Regions from separate parts of the Mus musculus genome. Here region 1 is linked to region 2. The links are chromatin contacts, called in public Hi-C maps. All regions are on one chromosome and are shown on one strand. Each heading gives the region's core, a stretch centred on a gene start, on an enhancer-like site or on the middle of the called end of the contact. The rest is flanking DNA. Distances are from core to core; before and after follow the strand shown. Region 1 overlaps Lhfpl3 (lipoma HMGIC fusion partner-like 3). Region 2 overlaps Lhfpl3 (lipoma HMGIC fusion partner-like 3).

Region 1 (4,577 bases), core at 1,117-3,616, 370 kb after region 2:
TCCAGGACCAAATAAAATAAAGTTTAATCCTGTCTTATCGTCTGTTCCCCACCACACACCTGCGCACCCACATGTGTGCACACCCACATGTCTTCACACCCACATGTGTGCACACCCACATGTCTTCACACCCACATGTGTGCACACCCACATGTCTTCACACCCACATGTGTGCACACACCGTACTACAGTCTGAAGCTTGAAACTTCCTCATGTCCTCAATTTCGCTGAAGTGTTAGTGTGTCTTGAAGTTGTTGAGTTGTATCTTCTGAATAATAAAAATTTTAAAATGAAGATGTTCTCATAACAGCTGACGAAACACTGCCCAGTGTTTGGGACTCAAAATATGCAGTGTTGAGACCCCCAGACCACCATTTAGACATGCAGAAAGCCAAAAGTTATTAGTGATGGATCTTTTGTTTCAAACCCCTTAATTTATAGACGATGACTGAGACCTTACGAGAGACAGTAGCCTCAAGAGGAAACAGGTTAAACTCCCATCCCCATCTTTCCCCAAAGCATCCTATCGAGAGTGGTGGGCATCAGAGCTCCCTTCTCTTGGGACAGACTTCATATACAGAGTTCCAGCACAACTTGGTAGAAATTAAAGTGAGTGAGTCTGCATCCCCAGAAAGGACTCCAGCTTTGCCGTAAGCTGGAGAAAGGTAATATGGCTCCCTACACCATGGATTGATGTAGGGACCAGCTGACTGCAAGAAGTCCTTGGGCCAAGTTTGCTCATTAATTGCTTAATTAACATTAACTTGCTCATTGGGCTTGTTGAGAGTCCGCCTCCACCTGCATTTTCCACAGGAAGTTATCGGAAAGTCAGGCTGTGCAAAAAAGTCAGGACTGCCAGGGGGCGGGGAGGAAACAAACTAGTGTTCAGTTACTAACGAAAGAACAGCAAGGCCCAAGAAGGAAAAGTACAAGTAAAAAACCTGCTTTACCTGGTCCTTCAAACTCACATAGACACGCACGTTTCAAGTCGAAGCATCTGATTTCTTCATGCAGTACGGAAACATTTCAGGAAATGCCCAGATAGGCTGGCGTCCGTTTCCCAGGAGGCTGCTCATTAGCTGAGCGCTGGAACCCGGCAGGTGAACGCCACCGTCTCTCTTTTCCAGGATGTTTTTTTAAGATTTATTTATTTATTTGATTTATGTATGTAAGTACACACATCTTCAGACACACCAGAGGAGGGCATCAGATCCCACTGCAGATGGTTGTGAGGCACCCTGTGGTTGCTGGGAACTGAACTCAGGACCTCTGGAGGAGCAGTGAGACATCTCTATGATCGATGAGACATCTCTCCAGTTCCCCTATAGTGTGTTCTTAAAGAGACCAGAAACCCTGCAACAGAAAATAATCTAAAAGCCAAACAGGCAATCATAGAAACACACATGTCAGTATCCACCTCAATTCTGCCTTCATGTGCACACAATTATGAAATCCAGATGTTGGCTAAATATGCATGGTCCTTCTCATGGGCTGTCTTTTTCCATAGCAAATGCACGGCACCTTTGGGCAAACTTTTGTAGAGGACAAAGAATCATAACTGAATTTAGCATTCTGGCCCATTTGAGTTTTTTATTTAATTTATTTATTTTTATGTTATGTGCATTTGGTGTTTTGACTACCTGTCTGTGGGAGGGTGTCAGATCCCCTGGAGCTAGAGTCACAGACAGTTGTGAGCTGCCATGTGGTTGCTGGGAATTAGAAAAGTAGGCAGTGCTCTTGACCACTGAGCATCTCTGCAGCCCCCATGTTGAGCTTTAAATGTAATTTTTTTTTCCAAAATAGTCTGCAGGAACCTTCCATGAGTCGCACAGTGACTGGGACTGGGAGGAGCAGACCAGACATGGACTGTCACAGAGTTAATTTGGTGTGTACATCTTAGGTTCAGAGGCCACTGGGTAAATACAGCAAAACAAAAAACTGTGAGCCAGGAAAGCATTGCCATGATGGATTTCAGCTCCACAGTTTTAGCCAAGCAGAGGCAGAGGAGCGATCCATCCGTCAGGGAAGTGTGCAGTGACTTTTAAAGCTGCCCTGTCCCTGAAGACTGACAGACACACCCTGTTACGTGGAGAGGATAGCGACTAGAACTTGGAGAAATGATCTACCAGTCTTTTCTTAGCCACAATCAATGTCCTAGCGTTACTAGTTCTCCACATAGGACAGCTGTGACACTGTCCGAAAAAGGAAAATGGCCCCTTCAGGAAGCCTTGCAAGGCCATTCGTCCCACTGAGGACGACTCCTTGCTTAATCCTTCTTTAACCAGAGAGCTCCCTGAACAAATCAATCAAGCCAGCTATGAGTTAGGCAGAGATGGCTTCTCCCCCACCACACACCCATCCCTCACCCCCACACCCACCGCCCCTGCCCAGCCACCCCCAAGGCTTGTTCCAAATCCGTCCTAAACAGCCGAGGACTAAGAAAATCGCTGTCCTAGTGAGACCTCAAGTGGAGAAACTGAGAACTGCAGGTGAGGAAAGGTGGGTTAAAAAAAAAAAAAAAAAAAAGGAATGGGGGGTGGGGGGAAGGAGGAAAGATGAGCTCCTGTGAGAACCACTGGCTCAGCCTGAAATTCTTCCTAGATGGAAGAAAGGGGGCACTGCGGCTGAGGGCTGAGACCACTGAAATGTCAGCCAGATGAAAGGGCTTGGTGAGTTTTCACCATGTGACTATGCAGCCTCGTTTCAGAAATGGATCCTCTAAAGTTAATCCATGCCACAGGGAAATCTGCCCAATTTCGCATTTACAGTTACTCCAGAAAAATTCCAGAACCTATGGAAGGCTCTAGATTCGTCCAGTTCTTTTTTTTTTTTTTTTTCCGTCTTTTTAGGGGAGGCCTGAAAACAAACTGAGCCTTCAAGATTCAAAAGAGGCAGCCCATAGAACGTGGGTGTCAGCATGCTAGAGAGTCCTGAGGTCGCCTGGTGCCTGGGCGCCAATACAGGGCCCACTCTTGCCCTTCCACACTGACAGGCGCTGGTCCTGGGGACTTCCCGGGAAGAGTAAGTAGGTTGTCCCTGACTGACAGAAAACTTAATTGTTTTAATTGTTTTCCAAATGCAGCCTCCAGAAGAGTGACACTCTCATCTGGAAGCTTGTCTGAAATGTAAATTATTGAGCTTCGGATCTAGGAATTAAACACTCTAGCAGTAGGTCCCAAATGCTGGCCTACTGACAGTTGAGGCCTCTGATTTTGAGATCCACTGCCACGCAATGATTTGCAAATGTCCAAGGCAGAAGATTGCAACTCTCTATTTATTTCAAAAGTGGTTTCTGGCTCCACCCCTACAGACACATAGCAGCTCAGCAGAGAGCAGCGGGAAAATTGTAAGTTTCGGACAAGAAGGAAACCCACAAGCTTCCATTTAGCAAACTTTACTCTGGAGAAAAGGAGCTTTCTCCTCAGTGGTTAGCCTTCTCTCTGAAGTTGGAAATGAACATTATTTTAACTTCTTACCAGGCCTGAAAGAATCTGTTAAGTATCCAGGTTTTCCCTTTGAAAAATTAACCCTTGCAACCCCTGTAGGGGAAATCACAGTGACATGTGTCTCTGAGGTAAAATTTTAATAATAATGATATATCATTTTTTAAAAGATGTGCACTGCTGGGCAAGCAAGCCTGGGATTTCCAGACAGATCCCAGCTCCCAGAGAGTCTGTCTCTCCTGAGAGATACTGAGAAACGTCATAGGCTGGAGGTCTGGCCCCATGTGTAGCAGAGTTGTAGCAGAACCCTTGCATCTGGCAGGAACCTGGAGGGATGGCACCTCAGCTTTGAAGTGGCCTTTTATCAGTGATTGTTAGCTGAGACTTTGCAGGGTTAATCCTTTTGAAGGATTCTCAGAGCCTTTGCATTACTTAGTCCAGAAACACGCTTGGCAAACCAGGAAGTCTAGCTTACCGGGAAGAACTGCATATGTGTCTGTCAAGACAACTCTCAGATCAGATAAGGAGTTTTGCTGTGTGGAAATTGACTTGCTGAAGGAGCTCCTAGGAAGCTATCAATGTTCAGTCCTTCAGAGGCGGCTGCTCCCTGTTGCTGAGAAGGCTAAATCCATCCTGCAGTAGCTCTTTCTTTCAATTGTCCTGCATAACCCAGAACACAGACACCCACGTGTGGCTGCCTTTGCTGCTTCTTCTCCCACATCTACAGGCACTTTCCAGAAGGGCCCAAAAGTAGAGTCATTGTAACACCACTGGGGAAAAAAAATAGTTTTTAGACTTTGAAGTTCTGGGCTGCGATGTGCCTCAGTTGTTAGAGTGCTTGGCTAGCATGCATGAAGCCCTGGGTTCCATCCCCAGCACATGACAATCCCAGTATGGAGGTACACACCTTTAATCCCAGAATGGGGAGGAGAGGCCAGCCTCTACTCCTCAGCTGAGCAGCAATGAAAAGCTCGCCCACCACCACCTCTGATCTCTCTTCTTCTCTCCTGTGTCCACTTCCTTCCCTCTCTCCCTATTTCCCTTGTCTGCTTCCCTCTCTCCCTGTTTCCCTTGTCTGCTTTCCCCACTTCCCTCCCCCCCTCCCCCTTTCCTTGCTTCTGTGACTTTCTCTGG
Region 2 (4,580 bases), core at 998-3,497:
ATCCATGTTCAGTTGACTTTTATCATCTCATCTGTTTAGATACGTGAAGTCCGGAAAGGTGGTGTGTAGCTACATGGTTAACTCTCTCTTGTCTAATTACTGGATTTATGTGAAAGAAGAATAAAAGTATGCACAGTTGTCTAGAGAGGTGCCTTCTTTTCTTCATTTACAACCAGCAAACTTGTATCTAGACAAACTTGAAGACCAGGCATTGGAAGTTCACCTTATCCTTTCGAATATGTTTTTTAAGGGGCTTTACACAGTGTAAAGCGTCTTCAGACATCAGTGGCAGCAGACCAAGGGGTGGGAAGCAGGGCCACTTTCTGTACTTGGATTCAACCTAAGCCTCTGGACACAAAAACATCAAGCAGGACAGTTCATCTCCCTCAGACGTGTCAGAAGACACTGTGCTCACAGTTAGGACGGCTTTTTAGTCAATGCTTTCTGAGGGACACAGAATTATTGTACAAAGCAGATACTTGTTTGAAAAAAAATGCCGTGTAGGTCAGTTTCTATGAGTTCTTCCTAGAGATCCTTGGGAAATAGCCCAAAAAAAAAATAAATGAGAAAAATATCTTTGAATTTGAGAAGTCATTTTCAGTAGAAACGGACTTGAGTTGAATTGACTTGAGGAGTAAGTTCCCCATGTGGTAAGGAGGCAGGTTCTCTGTGGGGTGAGGAGGTACATTCCGCGTGTGATTTTTGCCCTTCGTACATCTGGATAGTCATTTACAGGATGAACTGGTAATTCAGGAGGCAAGGGGCAGGTAGAAAGCCAAAGATCCAAATGGTCCCAGAAACGATGCTTCCAGATCCTGCAGAGTTGTGCGTGTTCTCTCTGTCTGTATGGACCTTCTGAGCAGGAAGTCTTCATCATAATCCATCTAGGTTATAACCACTGTTAGAAACTTAACACACACACACACACACACACACACACGCATGCATGCACACGCACACACGCACACACATGCATGCACACACGCACGTGCACACTCACACAAAAAGAACAGACTCCATCACCTAATGTCAGTCCCAAGACAATATGCCCACTCTGACTAATTCAGTGAATTCTTTAAGTGAATTTTTAGAAGATCAGAAAACACTACAATGGCAGGCACAATATTAAAGCCTGTGACTAATTCAGTTTTGATCTTGACTGAAGCCTTTATCCAGTTTTGCACCGCTTTTTTCTACCCTATTATATGACCAAAGAGAAGACTATTTATCGGAAGAAATGGGTGCTATCTCTGAAAGTTGTGATAAGTTACATTATTCCTATTTAAAACGAAAAAGTTATAACTATTCTTTGTCAGTGTCATGAGAGGGGCTTAAAACACTTTACTTGTTGGTCAACTAAAACACGTGAGGATGCCAAATGCTGTCCCCAGAGAACCAGAGAGATTCCTTGTAGGTTGGTGCTGCCAGTGGTCTTCACCTCTGCTGACATCCCTTAGGGGTTTGTTTGCTTGTCTGCTTTGAGCTGTATTAAGCTCTTAATAGTGTTTAGCAGAAGTGGCTACTTCTTATTCTGAGACAGGTATTACACCAACGGCAGATGTTCCTTACATTTTGACCTCTGTGTTCCCCAAAGAGATTCTTTCCCAAGCTTCCCATATTAGACATTTAACTATTTGAATTATCTATTAAAATATTATTTTATATATTGTGAATCTCTGTATCCATTGATTTAACTATATATAAAAAACTATTTATCTGAAAGCAAATGACCAGGATTTATATATATTTTTTTTACTGGTTAGTTTTTGTCAAAGTGATACAGACTAGCGTCTTTGGAAAGAGGGACCTTCGGTTGAGGAACTGTCCCCATCAGAACTGGCCTGGTGGGCATGGCTATGGGGCATTTTATTTATTGATGTAGAAGGACACAGTCTGCTGTGAGCTGTGCCATTTCTAGGCAGACGTTTCTGGACTGTATGAGAAATAGAAGAATTAAGCCAGCGAGTAATGCTCCTCCAGAGTGTCTGGTCTCTGCTTCAGTTCCTGTCTGCATGTTCACCTAGGCTTCTCTTTATGATAGACTATAACCTGTAAGATATTCTATCCAAGCTATTCTATCCAAGTAGTAGTTGGTCGTGGTGTGTATTACAGCAACAGAAAGAGAAGTAGACCATGCACTGTGCTAATTTGGACTGTATACCTTAGCACACCTGACTCCATGTTAGAGGAACAAGGCACCATTCTGAACTAAGAGCCCAGCTCATAGACCATCACACCTGCCAAACGAGAATTAAGACCTAATCTGTCCTAGTTCCTAGTTCTGGGAAGGCCCCTGAGTGTCCTCACTTTGCTGTGTAGCATCTGTAGCTCTGTTTACTGCTAACAGTTCTTGCTAATTGATGTGTGTCCACAGGATATGATTTTTGCACATATAAAGAACAGTAAGTTACATGATTTGGGCAACTTTCTTGTGTAGCTTGCTGGCCAGCAAATAAACACTTTCCATTGGCTCCAAGAGTCCGTGTGTTCTCTGAAGGAGTTGCCTTTCAACAATCAAATATTGTCAACTTCCTTTCTCAGATGTTATTACTAATTTCCCTTACACAGGGAATCTATCTTTTAAGTTAAAATAAGATTTATCGTTAGTCTTCCAAATACATCTAATGAAAAAGAATATCATTTTGAACTAAATGGTTATGTGTTCAAAGCTATGCTTTCCTCTTCAAGCCATGTGAACACCTTCCATCTTCAACATCAGTAACATTAGAATCACGGGTTTAGCTGGTAGACTCTATCTTTATTTAAGGAAGACCTTTTCCTCCTTCAGTCATTCTTCTGCATATTGTTTGCCCATTCTTGTCTGCTGTGTTAGAGTTAGAAATAACCAGAGCCAAGTTTCCAGGCCTTACCCGGTAGCAGGTTCATCTCGTTCCTTGGCAGGCACAGACAGTACTTTATATGATGACTCTATAATTACCCAGTTTTGGTAAACACACATTATTTTGCCAGTGCAGAAAAAAGGCTCCTTCAGCACCATTACATTGCAGTTCATCAAGTAAATAGTCATTTAGCCATTTTCATGAAAAATGTGTGTTATTTTGTTGATAGCTTGTCAATCCACTGCATTCAGCTAATTCCCTCTACTGCTTTATAAGTATTTTTGCAGCCTCTTTTGGAAAACCATTTCTGTACTGTATAGAAACTGTTCAATGCTCTATTTCCATGTAAAACTCAGTTGGTGTGATTGTTTTTATAGATATTTCTATTATGAACAGCCTCTCAGCATTGGAGCTAGCAGGAAACAGCACACAAACTATTAAACTGAATAGCTTTGATGGAAACCAAAATGCTCGATTGTCTTTTAAAAATAGAATGAAATGATTTTATGTTTAGGTTCTGGCAATATTTTTGTTTGGTCATTTAAATGTGAAATAAGTTACTGACAAAATTATAAGACCCATTGAAAATGATGCTCTTAGTCTGTCCTCACTATCTGCAATCAGGTGTGTACACAGTACGAATGGAATTGTCTCACAAAGGTGCTCTTTGGATTAAAGCTAAGATGGTATTTCCCCACATCTTTTAGAAGGGCTAATCTCCTTCAGGATGGTATTACAATTGAGGGCATTTGCTATATATCTTCCCAGATGCAGGTGTTCAGAAGTTGACTTCTAACTCAAAGATAGAATTCCATGGAATTCCATAGAATCTTCTCTAGTGAAGAGGGCGTGCTTGTTTGTTCTTATAGTGATGGGTGAGGCAGAGATCTCTAATTAAGCAGTACATTAGGATGTAGATGGAGTCACCACCCTCTGCCATACTGTGCTGCTGGGCCTTAATGGAAACTGTCACACCCTGGAGACATGGTGTGTATAGATGAGTGTATAATCTAAGTATGTTTAATGAATCTCAGTAGGACATGGAGAAGTGGGAAATTAAAGTCCTCCTGCTTCTTATATGTGAATTGACAGTGCCTCCTAAATCATTTTGGCTGTAAGAGCTTGTCTTTGCCTATTTAAATATCTAAAGTACCTATTACCTCCTGTGTTGCTAATGCACGTGTAGTTTACTCGAGCAGAAGCCTGGGCTGGAGAATCACTTCTCCCTGAGGCTTTCCCATCATCCTTTGAGGAGGGGTTGGGGATGATTGCTCCAAACTCTACTTCCTTTCTCCAGTGTCATCTGCTAGCCTCCTGGAAGCATAGAAATGGGGGGGGGGATTTTCATCTTGTTTGACGATCAGAGATGCCAACCCCAATTCTCTTGTTTGGTGACACATGAGGAGGCCGATCCCCTATAGCATTTCAGCCAAGTTGTTTGGCTCAGACAACCTTCTGGGTTTATTTTCAGTTTTCTGTCCCCGTTTACACTGAAGTAGGCAAAAAGAAGTCAAAGAAAAAAATCCTTTCATGATAGATACTATTAGGCAACTCATTTTCTTCTCTCTCTCTCTCTCTCTCTCTCTCTCTCTCTCTCTCCTGTGTTCTTGTGAGTTTTCATGAGAACTCACTCTCAGGAATATGTCAGAATGGTAGGGAAGAGGCAGAGTTATTTTCCTTGTGGAATCTGACATTTTAAAAACATGTTATTCTTATCATTAAAAGAGCCACCCTAGGGCC

The links. A called contact is a pair of places that touch in the nucleus more often than the background predicts.
Region 1: a contact with region 2 is called in a Hi-C map of rod photoreceptor, with 4 times the contacts expected there. The contact joins two enhancer-like sites. A contact is called at or near these places in 5 of 484 Hi-C or Micro-C datasets (embryonic stem cells and rod photoreceptor), 4 of 115 datasets of contacts at active chromatin or transcription factors (embryonic hindbrain, embryonic stem cells and forebrain) and 1 of 9 other capture datasets (embryonic stem cells).

What each region holds. Positions count from the first base shown.
Region 1 is chr5:23,222,820-23,227,396 of GRCm38.p6, forward strand. All of the region lies in intron 2 of Lhfpl3 (lipoma HMGIC fusion partner-like 3), which reads left to right. Among named protein-coding and RNA genes, the nearest start is that of Gm17434, 89 kb to the right of the region's middle. Within about 2 kb of position 2,367, at least 110 of the 459 cell types and tissues checked have an H3K27ac peak or open chromatin away from gene starts, as enhancers often do. A contact at or near this core is called in rod photoreceptor, where this site is marked.
Region 2 is chr5:22,856,899-22,861,478 of GRCm38.p6, forward strand. All of the region lies in intron 1 of Lhfpl3 (lipoma HMGIC fusion partner-like 3), which reads left to right. Among named protein-coding and RNA genes, the nearest start is that of A930003O13Rik, 110 kb to the left of the region's middle. Within about 2 kb of position 2,248, at least 3 of the 459 cell types and tissues checked have an H3K27ac peak or open chromatin away from gene starts, as enhancers often do. A contact at or near this core is called in rod photoreceptor, where this site is marked.